Regions from separate parts of the Ovis aries genome. Here region 2 is linked to region 1. A link is a contact called in public Hi-C data. All regions are on one chromosome and are shown on one strand. Each heading gives the region's core, a stretch centred on a gene start, on an enhancer-like site or on the middle of the called end of the contact. The rest is flanking DNA. Distances are from core to core; before and after follow the strand shown.

Region 1 (4,716 bases), core at 793-3,292:
GAATAAGTACTCCCAGGCTTTTTTGATGTAGGAGATTCTGGCCACATTTTGGGGAACTCTGACCTTGTTCCTGGAGAAGGGAATTAAGCTGGTTCTAAGAATCTCTTTGGTTTCTGACCCCCTTGTCTCCAGATTGCAGGATACCTGTATGGGGTGAGCCCACCAGATAACCCCCAGGTGAAGGAGATCCGCTGCATCGTGATGGTACCACAGTGGGGCACTCACCAGACTGTGCACCTGCCTGGCCAGCTGCCCCAGCATGAGTACCTCAAGGTTAGTGGAGGAAGTGGGAGAGCTGCGGCATCCTGCTCTCAGGGTGGTGGAGGGAAGGCAGAGGTTTTACTCTCATGGGTGGGATTTCTGGGCCCTAAAGAGCTTTCCACTACTCTTCCTATAGGAGATGGAACCCTTAGGTTGGATCCATACTCAGCCCAACGAGTCTCCCCAGCTGTCACCCCAGGATGTCACCACCCATGCTAAGATCATGGCTGACAACCCATCTTGGGATGGCGAGAAGACCATTATCATCACCTGCAGGTGGGCTTGAGCCCCCTTGGGAGGAAGGGTGATGGGAGGCATTGTGGGCCAGGGCCCAGAATGGTGGCCTGAGCTCTGACTCTGTCCTCATTTCTCTTCCAGCTTCACACCAGGCTCCTGCACCCTGACAGCCTACAAGCTGACCCCCAGTGGCTATGAATGGGGCCGCCAGAACACAGACAAGGGCAACAACCCCAAAGGCTACCTACCCTCGCACTACGAGAGGGTCCAGATGCTATTGTCAGACCGTTTCCTTGGCTTCTTTATGGTCCCTGCCCAGTCCTCATGGAACTACAACTTCATGGGTGCGTGGGGCAGGGTGTGGGCTGAGGGCAGGGGTGCACAGGAAAGTGGGGATGAGGTTAGGCCACCGCCCTTAGCACTTGGGCCCAGATTCTGGTTTAGAGATGGCCCAGGGACCCAGGCTGGGTGAGGCAGGTGGACCTTGCCAACGTTGGCCTCTTCCTTCTCCTCCAAGGTGTCCGGCATGATCCCAACATGAAGTACGAGCTGCAGCTGGCAAATCCCAAAGAGTTCTACCACGAGGTGCACCGGCCCTCCCACTTCCTCAACTTCGCTCTCCTGCAGGAGGGCGAGGTCTACTCTGCGGACCGAGAGGACCTCTATGCGTAGTCGTCTCCTCACCTCTTGCTCCAGCCTTCTGGTCAAGGCTAGAGCCTGTGGCCCCACAGACAAGCTGGTGACATTCAGCAGCTTGGCCCCTTCTTCTCTCTTCTGTGCTTGTGATGTTGTTGACCTCCTGGTGACTTGTAATTGTGAAAAAGTATAATAATAAATTTTGTATAAATAGGAGGTTTTGAAGCTTTTTTTCCCCTGAGCTCAGATTCTGGATGTAGGGATGGCAGAAGCCAGACATGTTCTCTGCAAGCTGCTGGACTGAGCCTTGAGTCCCCCTGTTTGGAGCTGTGGGGATAAATATCCTCTAAGCTCAGTGAGCTGAAGGGAAGTTGGGCTTTCACACCCCTGCTGCTATGACCACATTTGCCAGTTTTACCCCAAATACTTGTAAACGCTCACCGCTTTTCAGCATCTCTTGGAGCAGTCACTATTTTGAGTGTAGAAGCTCCTGGCTTGTTCTCTGTAGCTGCAGAGCCCAGCTTAGCCCCTTAAGCTTTGTGTCACTCTCAGCCTGTCCTGGAAATAGGCACACGGCTGGACAGTTGGCTGCCGCTGGCTGAGGTCAGTGACAGCCCGCCTACCTCTCACCTCTGGGCTGGAGAGTTGGCAGCCAAGTCAGGCCCCATGACTCTAGACACAGGGGTGGAGCCTGGTGTGGACACTGGGGAGGGCTTGACGAAAGTGACCACTTACAGCCCTGGGCCTCAGCTCCTGGACGCCTGGCTGGAATGTCCTACTTCCTGTGACCTTGGGGGCTTTAACAGGGCCCTGAGACTCTTACAGCCTTTTCCCTGAATCGCTCCTCCCTTGTCGCTTCTACCCCGCCCTCTACTGTCCTAAGCCGCTTCCTGGGCCAGGACTGATTGGCTTTTTCCTGCCTCAGTTGGGGGAGGAGGGTGTCGCAGCCCTGGTCGCCTTCGGGGGACATGGAGCCCAGAAGGGCGGCGCCTGGGGCGCATGGCTCCGGGCCTCGGGTGGCCGCGGGATCGGGGACGGCCGCGGAGCTCGTGTACCACCTAGCGGGGGCCCTGGGCGCTGAGCTGCAGGAGCTGGCGCGCCGCTTCGGGCCGGAGGCCGCAGCCGGACTCGTTCCGCTGGTGGTGCAGGCGCTGGAGCTCCTGGAAAAGGCTGCCGTGGGGCCCGCCCCGGACTCGGTAAGTCATGGCGCCCTTCCCCAGCCGCCCGCCTGGGCCAGCGGGGGCTGGCCTAACAGCGCGGCCTTCCCAGCTGCAGGTATCCGCACAGCAGGCGGAACTCGAGCTGCGGCGGCTGCGAGAGGAGAACGAGCGCCTCCGCAGAGAGCTGCGCTCTGGACCACAGGGTGAGTGCGGGCTTGCAGGGCTCCGTGGTCGGGGCGGCGCAGGGCTCCCCCTCTCGCGGGCCCGCCGCTGAGAACGCCCCTTCCTCAGAGGAGCGCGCTCTGCTGCGGCAGCTCAAGGAGGTGACCGACCGCCAGCGGGACGAACTCCGGGCGTACAACCGCGACCTGCTGCAGCGAAGCCAGGAGACCGAGGCGGTGAGGGCGGGGCGGGGCGACGTGCCGGGGGCGGGACCCTGCCGGCCCTCAGGTGCCCCGCCCACCAGCCCCTTGGCTCCGCCCACAGTTGCAGGAGCAGCTGCAGCGCCTCCTGCTGGTGAATGCGGAGTTGCGGCAGAAATTGGCCGCGGTACAAACCCAGCTACGCGCTGCGCGGGACCGCGAGAGCGAACGAGAGCAGCGGCGCGAAGCGGCCGTGGAGCCGCCTCCAGAACCGGTTCAGGGCCAGGCCGCTGGACCCGAGTGCGAGCAGAGGCGGGAGTCCGAGCGGGCGACCGCGGGCACAAGAGCCCCGGGGACCCCCGAGGACCCGGTGAGTGCCCTATGAGGGAACGGTCCGGCTCTCGGTGGGCACTCGGGAAAGTTTTGCCGTACTGCGTGGCAGGGCCAACAGGCTAGCTAGAAGGTGGTTACGAGTGTGCGCCACCAGCCGGCCTCCTCCCCTACTCAGCCAGAGCCCCGGCCTGGCACCCATGGTAGCGCCCTGGCCTCCCAAGGCTCCCTGCCCAACCGAGGTGCCCACTGCCCAAGGCGTCCCTGTCCAACCTAGGCGCCACTGACCAAGCCTGTCCTTCCACAGGCGGATGCCCCGCTGCCGCCAGGGCTCCCCGCCAAGGCAGGGCAGTGCGGCTTCAGTCGAGAGGAGGTTCAGCAGATCCTTCAGGAGCGGAATGAGCTCAAAGCCAACTTGTTCCTGCTGAAGGAGGAGCTGGCCTACTTCCAGCGGTGAGGGCGCCAGGCAGGGCCCAGAGGCTCGGGGGCGCCAGGCGCACCTGTTCCCTGGCCTCGGTTCACCCGCCTCATTCTTTGAGTGGTTGATACATCTATGGTGTCGTGTGCCAGGCACCATGCTGGGCACTGGAGGACGGGAGTCACATAGTCCCTGCCCTCCTGGATCTTCTTTCATACCGGGGAGGGCCAGTGCTGAGGGTCAGCAGCAGCGGCTGTCAAGGAAGTACTCCCAGGAGGGGTGACACCTAAGCTTAGGGGCAGAGGGGTTAGCAAGGCAGAGTGTTCCCAAAAGGGGAAACAACATGCACAGGTACTTGAGTCTAGACCTATTCTTAGTATCCCCACTGCTTTGTCTCTGCCCTTCCTCCTCCTCTGTAGGGAGCTGCTGACAGCCCACCGGGTCCCTGGGCTTCTGCTCGGAGCCATGAAGGTAGCTGTCAAGAAGCAGCGGAAGAAGATCAAGGCCAAAATGTTAGGGACTCCAGAGGAAGCAGAGAGCAGGTAAGTCCCGGCCTCCATTCCCACTGAGCCTGGTCACCTTCTGAACCCATTGCCTCAGACTGCGCTTGTCACCTAGCTTAGCCACCTCTGGAACCTGCTAACCTGGCCTGGTCACCCCCCCGCCCACCCACAAGCCTGCCGTGCTGAGCCCACCGCCTTCTCGCTGGGTCACGGCTGCTCCCGCCTGCCCTGCTCGCTGCGCATCCTGACTCTGCTTCTCCACAGTCGGTTTCAGTTTCTTTGGTTTCTTGTCTTGGCTGCATCTGCTTGTTCCCAGGCAGGTGAAGGTAAGGCTGTAGCTGCAGGCCCTGTCCACGGCCTGCCATGTATCTGGCTAGAAAATGAAAGCCCTAAGATGTCCTCTGTCTCCCCAGATTTCCCTTCTCTCCAGTTTCTTTTTTAACTTTTTATTTTATGTCGGCGTATCGTGGATTAACAGTGTTGCGTGACAGTTTCAGGCGCACAGCAGAGTGATCCAGTTTCCTTCACTCCAGCTTTGCGGGCCCCAAAGTCGCTCTGTCCTCCCCTTCCTGCTCCTGGGGGCTGCACAGAAGGCTGAACGTAGTGGACTCCCCTTGGCCCTCAGGGCCTTGATAAAGGACCCTCACGTCTCCTCTCCTCTCTTTGCTCTTCTCCGCCTCAGTGACGATGATGATGGCTCATGGCTCCTGCTCTCCAGCGATAAGGGAGACCATTCTGAACCCCCAGCCCCTGAGTCCAGAATACGGAGTTTGTATGTTGAGGAAGGGAAGGACAAATGTGGTGGGGGT
Region 2 (4,989 bases), core at 646-3,145, 140 kb before region 1:
AAATATTCACTCCGCTTTGCCAAAAAAAATAAAAAATAAAATAAAATATTCACTCCGCTTTGCCAACTGTGCCTCTCCATCCAGCTCTGTCCCTTTCTTTTCACTGCCTCACACGCAAGTAGTAAACATTTATTGGGCACCTAATACCTGCTAGCACTGCTCCAGGAATCGGGGAGACTGTGTTGGGCAAAAAAAAAAATCAGACAAGATTTCAGGCTTCAGAGCATTTACAATCCAGTCGGGGGGGTGAGAGAAAGGAACTGACATTAATGAAATGAACAATATTTAATGTAAAATCATATCTGCAACTGTTAATAACAGGTAACAAGTAATGCACATATATTATGTATCAGACATGGACTAAGCACTTTAAATTAATAGCTCATTTAATCCCTCCACTAATCACAGGCAACAGGTACTAGGTATGATTAGCCTGTGACAGAAGAGGAAAGACAAAGTTTAATATCTTGCCTGAAATCACAGATAATAGGTGAACAAGCAGGAATTAGGGTCGGAAAATAAAAGGACTTAAGCCTAGCAAACTGAGTCAAGGAAGAGTTCTTTGAGGAAGTAACTGAGTGGAGACTTGAAGATTATGTTAGTCAACAGGAGAAGAATGAAGAACACCCCGTTGTTAATTGGCTACACTCCAATACAAAATAAAAAATTTAATGACAATAATTTTTTTAAAAAAGCACCACCCAGGCAGTAGGCACAGGTTAAAGAATGTTCAAAGCCCCTGCGGAAGGCAGGAGTATGAAATATACCAGGAATTTACAATTTACATTTTAAAAAGCTGAAAAAAAGGAAAGAACAGGTAGGAATATGCCGTGTTGGGAATGGCAGGAGGAAGATTATGCTGGGTTAAAGGAAGAAGGCCAGGCACAAACAATGGTGCCTGGAGAGAAGTAGCTGGATTTAAGAGACATGGGTGAAGGCATAACAGACCAAACTTACGTAGGGTGACAGCCAGGGTGAGAGTTTAAAGGAAGAATGATTCCACAATTTCTAGCTGGCATAACTTAATGAATAATGGTGCCATGCATCCAGACAGGTGACAGCAGAGGCCCAAATTTAGGAAGATATTAGATTTTCTTTGGAACATGTTGAATTTAAAATGTCTTTGAGATTATCAAGTACACAGATGACAGAGGTTTGTCTTTCAGAGTAAAGCTGGCCCTGCACAAAAAAAAACTTGTGAGCAACTGACACAGAGACGGTAATTTTATTGTTTTGGGAGAAGAGGGCCTAGGGTTGAGCCTTGAGTCAACAAAAATTTACAGAAGGATCTGAAAATAAGACGGGGAAAGACAAGCCAAGCTGAAAATAAGACGGATTTTCTCCCGTCTTAGAAGAGGATGCTACCGGAAGAAAGCTTTGCCCGATAGTCAAACGCTGCTGAGAACTGACAGATTTAGATCTCCAAAGTGTCTGCTGGACTTAACAACCCCAGGAGGCACTGCTGACTTCAGCCAGGGTTACAGCGATCAGGGAGGAGAGTGACTAATTCGAGTCGGTTAAAGGGGAATGCGAGGCGAGGAAAAGAACTGAAAACTAACAACTCTTGCAAAAAGTTTCGCTGCGGATGGGGGAAGGGAAGAAGAAAGAGTGGCTGCAGGAGAGAGATGGGGGAAGATCAATCGTTTACTTTGTTTCAATTCCTGAAGCAGGAAAAACATGAGCATGTTGAAAAAGATGACGATAAAAATGCGTTAACTGATGATTCTAGGGAGTCATCCAGGGGTTCCTACCCAACCCCCGCTATCACTCCGGCTCCTGTGTTCTCTCCCCCTCCTCCACCCGCACGGCCCCAGGGCCCACAGCCGCCCCGGACCGCGCCCAGCTCGCAGGCGTCGCCTCACCGCAATGGCCCCCTCGCTCAGGTGGCCCACCATGGTTCCGCTGCAACAACTCCCGCGCTCCGGCTCCCCCAACACAAGCCTGGCTTTACTCCCGGGGACCCGCGCGCTCCAAGGCGATTGGCCGGAGGAGCTGCGTGAACCGCCCCCGCCTCCCGACGTGCGCACGGCACGCGGCAGTCTCAGGGCCAAGCAGCCGCCGCATTGGCTGAGGCGCGGCACGCGGCTCACGTGACCCACCGGAGTCCGGGTCCCGAGCCTTGTTGCGGGATGGCGGGGGCCTAGGGGCGGGGCGCCGAGCGCTGGGGCGCGCGAACCGTGACGCGGGCGCCGCCAAGGGCGCAGGGCGGAGGGGTTCCGGGAGCTTTCCCCGCGGGCTCTAGGAAACGTACCGCGCTCGGCCTTCGGCGGGCAGCCATAGACTGCTAGCCCAGAGGAGTGTTCGAGGGGTTCCCTGATAATTCTGCTACTGAAAGTAGTCGAAGCAGTGACTCGCTTCTTTCAGCAACACCGAGCTGAGCTCCCGCAGGTGCCAGACCCTGAACTGGGCACAGTGGGGGGGGTCTCTCAAGGTAAATAAGACCTGGTCCCTACTCCCAGAGGGGAGCACAGTATGTCGAGGGAGTTTCTGCTGTGAGTAGCCTTAACTCAGTGTAGACGTGGTTTGGGTCCCAGGAGAGACGCAAAGTGTGCGCCTGTCGTCACAGGTGCCAAAATCAGGGAAGGCTTCTCGGAGTAGGAACCATTTGAACTGAGTCTTGAAGGATGTGTGCAAATTCGGATAGTAGGGTATAGAGGAAAAAGCGAGACTTGATCAGAAAGTAGGTCAGGGGTCAAATGATAAAGGGTTTGTACTGGGCTTCCCCAAGTTCTAGGAGGAGCATCAGTGAATTTAAGGCAGAGAATTGACATCGGTCTCAGTATGGAGGATGGACTAAATTGGGAAGGGGGAACAGGGAGGGATAGTCTGAGGGCCTGAAGACTAATTATGACACTCGAGAAAGAATGCCAGACAGGAAATGGTGAGGGCTTGAACTAAAGAAGGGACCTCGGGATTGAAAAGAAAAAACTGAACTATGTAAGAAATCTGATTCATCATTGTATAACCGTTCCCTAGTACGATGCCAGGAACAAAGTCAGTTTTCAGTAAATAATTTCTGAATGAAGGGATGTGAATTGGTGCGGGAGAGGATACATCCTTCCCTGGCATGTAAACAACTGTAGGAAGAGACTACAAGATCTGATTTTGTGGCCTCGTGGTGCATGCTTGAATGAAATCGATTTTCTGGAATTATGCATTTGTAGAAAACTGAATTCCTTGTTTTCTTATTCATTTTTTAGGTCTGAAGTAGCATGGATCTGCCCGTGGATGAGTGGAAATCCTACGTACTTCAGAAGTGGTCTTTGCTCCCCAAGTCCATTCAGGTCACCATTTCTACAGCAGAGACTTTGAATGATCTCTTTCTTCACTCATCTGCACTTCTTCAGTAAGTGAATGAAAGCTTCAGTCAGGGAAGTTTTGATCTGGGAAGTGTTCTTTTTATGATTTCCTCTCAGATTGTATCTTTTTCTGATGGAAGAGTTAAGTGCAGATTTTTCTCTTTTGGGGCATTCAACAGTTCTTGATATTTCCACAGTGCTTTCTAACCTATTACATCAATAGAACAGGTATGTGTATGCCCAGTCATGTCAGACTCTCTGCGACCCCTTGGACTGTAGCCTGCCAGGCTCCTTTGTCCGCTGGATTTTACAGGCAAGAATACTGAAGCAGGTTGCCATTCCCTTCTCCAGGGGATCTTCCCGACCAGGGATTGAACCTGTGTCTCTTGAGTCTTCTGCGTTGGCAGGTGGATGGATGCTCGTTAGCTTTGTCAGTGTCAGCAGGCATGCTGACTCAAGGCCAAGTAGTCATGCCTTGTGGTAGTCACTAGGCTGTACACCTTGCCATATCCCAAAGGATATGGTGCAGATTCAGTGGCTGCACATAGAAATTTAAAAATTCTATTTGGAAAGAACCATGGAGGTCATATGGTCTAACCTAAGTAGTTTTCAAACACTCTTGACTACACTCTTCAACAAGAAACATATTGTACATCACGACCTAGTACACACATGTGTACGAGAAACCGAAACAACTTCCCAGAACCTCGTTCAGTGAATTATGAGAACATCTGTTTCATGCCAGCTACTGTGCCAGGTGCTTAGTAAACCAAAAGCACATCATTTTAAAAAATAGACAAAGGGGCTTCCCTGGTGTCTCAGTGGTAAAGAATCTGCCAATGCAGGAGGCATGCTGCGGAGCAGCTAAGCCCACGCACCACAACTGCTGAGCCTGTCCTCAAGAACCTGGGAGCCACACCTGCTGAGCCTGTGTGCTGAAACTTCTTAAGCTCACTTGTCCTAGAACCCAGGCTCTGCACCAAGAGAGGCTGTTACGATGAGAAGTCCATGTACCTCAAGTAGAGAAAAAGCCCAGGTAGCAATGAAGACCCAGCTCAGCCAAAAATAGATAAACGAATTTAAAAAAATAGATAAAGATCCTTACTACCAAGGAGGGACAGAAATAAACATCATAATGTGTATAATATGTTAAAAGTGATAAGTGCAGTTGAAAAAAGGAAAATTGAATGGGGTCGGGGCAATAGCCAGTGCTAGGAATGAGAGTACAGGTTGTAGTATTAAATGGTATCGTCAGATATGCCTCTTGAAAGAGCAAAAGTGGAGCAGAGTCTTGGCCATACAGGAGTTAACAAAGTAGATGTCTGATAGAAGAGAATTCTGGGCAGAGAGCCTACGGTGGGAGAGTATCTGGCCTGGTTTAAAAAATAGCAAGTTGGGTGAACAGGTAGTAGTGAATAAACAGAGTGAGCCCGAGGGAGAGTGGTAGGAAATACCGTCAGAGAAGTAATGGGACATGCATGGGAGTTGGGAGCAGGTTTCACAGATCGAGTGGGCCTTTTATTAGTGCCTTATCTTTTTACTCTGAGTAGGAAGTTGTTGCAGCATGTGATAGGCAGAATGCTAAAGATGCCCCTCACCCCCACCAGTCTTGTCCCCTGGTTATTTAATCTGACATTAACCTAAACACTGCTAGGAAGGGATTTGGCAAATGTAATGCAAGTCCCAAGCC

The links. A called contact is a pair of places that touch in the nucleus more often than the background predicts.
Region 2: a contact with region 1 is called in a Hi-C map of skin fibroblasts, with 2.6 times the contacts expected there. The contact joins the promoter of RPA1 here to the promoter of RILP in region 1. A contact is called at or near these places in 2 of 16 Hi-C or Micro-C datasets (muscle and skin fibroblasts).

Annotation. Positions count from the first base shown.
Region 1 is chr11:22,644,750-22,649,465 of ARS-UI_Ramb_v3.0, reverse strand. It overlaps RILP (Rab interacting lysosomal protein), which reads left to right and starts at 2,042. Exons shown (of 9, transcript XM_027975145.3): 1 at 2,042-2,330; 2 at 2,404-2,497; 3 at 2,586-2,692; 4 at 2,781-3,026; 5 at 3,294-3,439; 6 at 3,824-3,946; 7 at 4,590-4,679. The coding sequence starts at 2,103. PRPF8 (pre-mRNA processing factor 8) reads left to right here. Exons shown (of 43, transcript XM_060395315.1): 40 at 133-273; 41 at 398-537; 42 at 640-842; 43 at 1,016-1,350. The coding sequence ends at 1,170.
Region 2 is chr11:22,787,620-22,792,608 of ARS-UI_Ramb_v3.0, reverse strand. It overlaps RPA1 (replication protein A1), which reads right to left and starts at 1,895. Exons shown (of 17, transcript NM_001161889.1): 1 at 1,863-1,895. The coding sequence starts at 1,895. SMYD4 (SET and MYND domain containing 4) reads left to right here and starts at 2,195. Exons shown (of 11, transcript XM_012185460.4): 1 at 2,195-2,388; 2 at 3,201-3,346. The coding sequence starts at 3,213.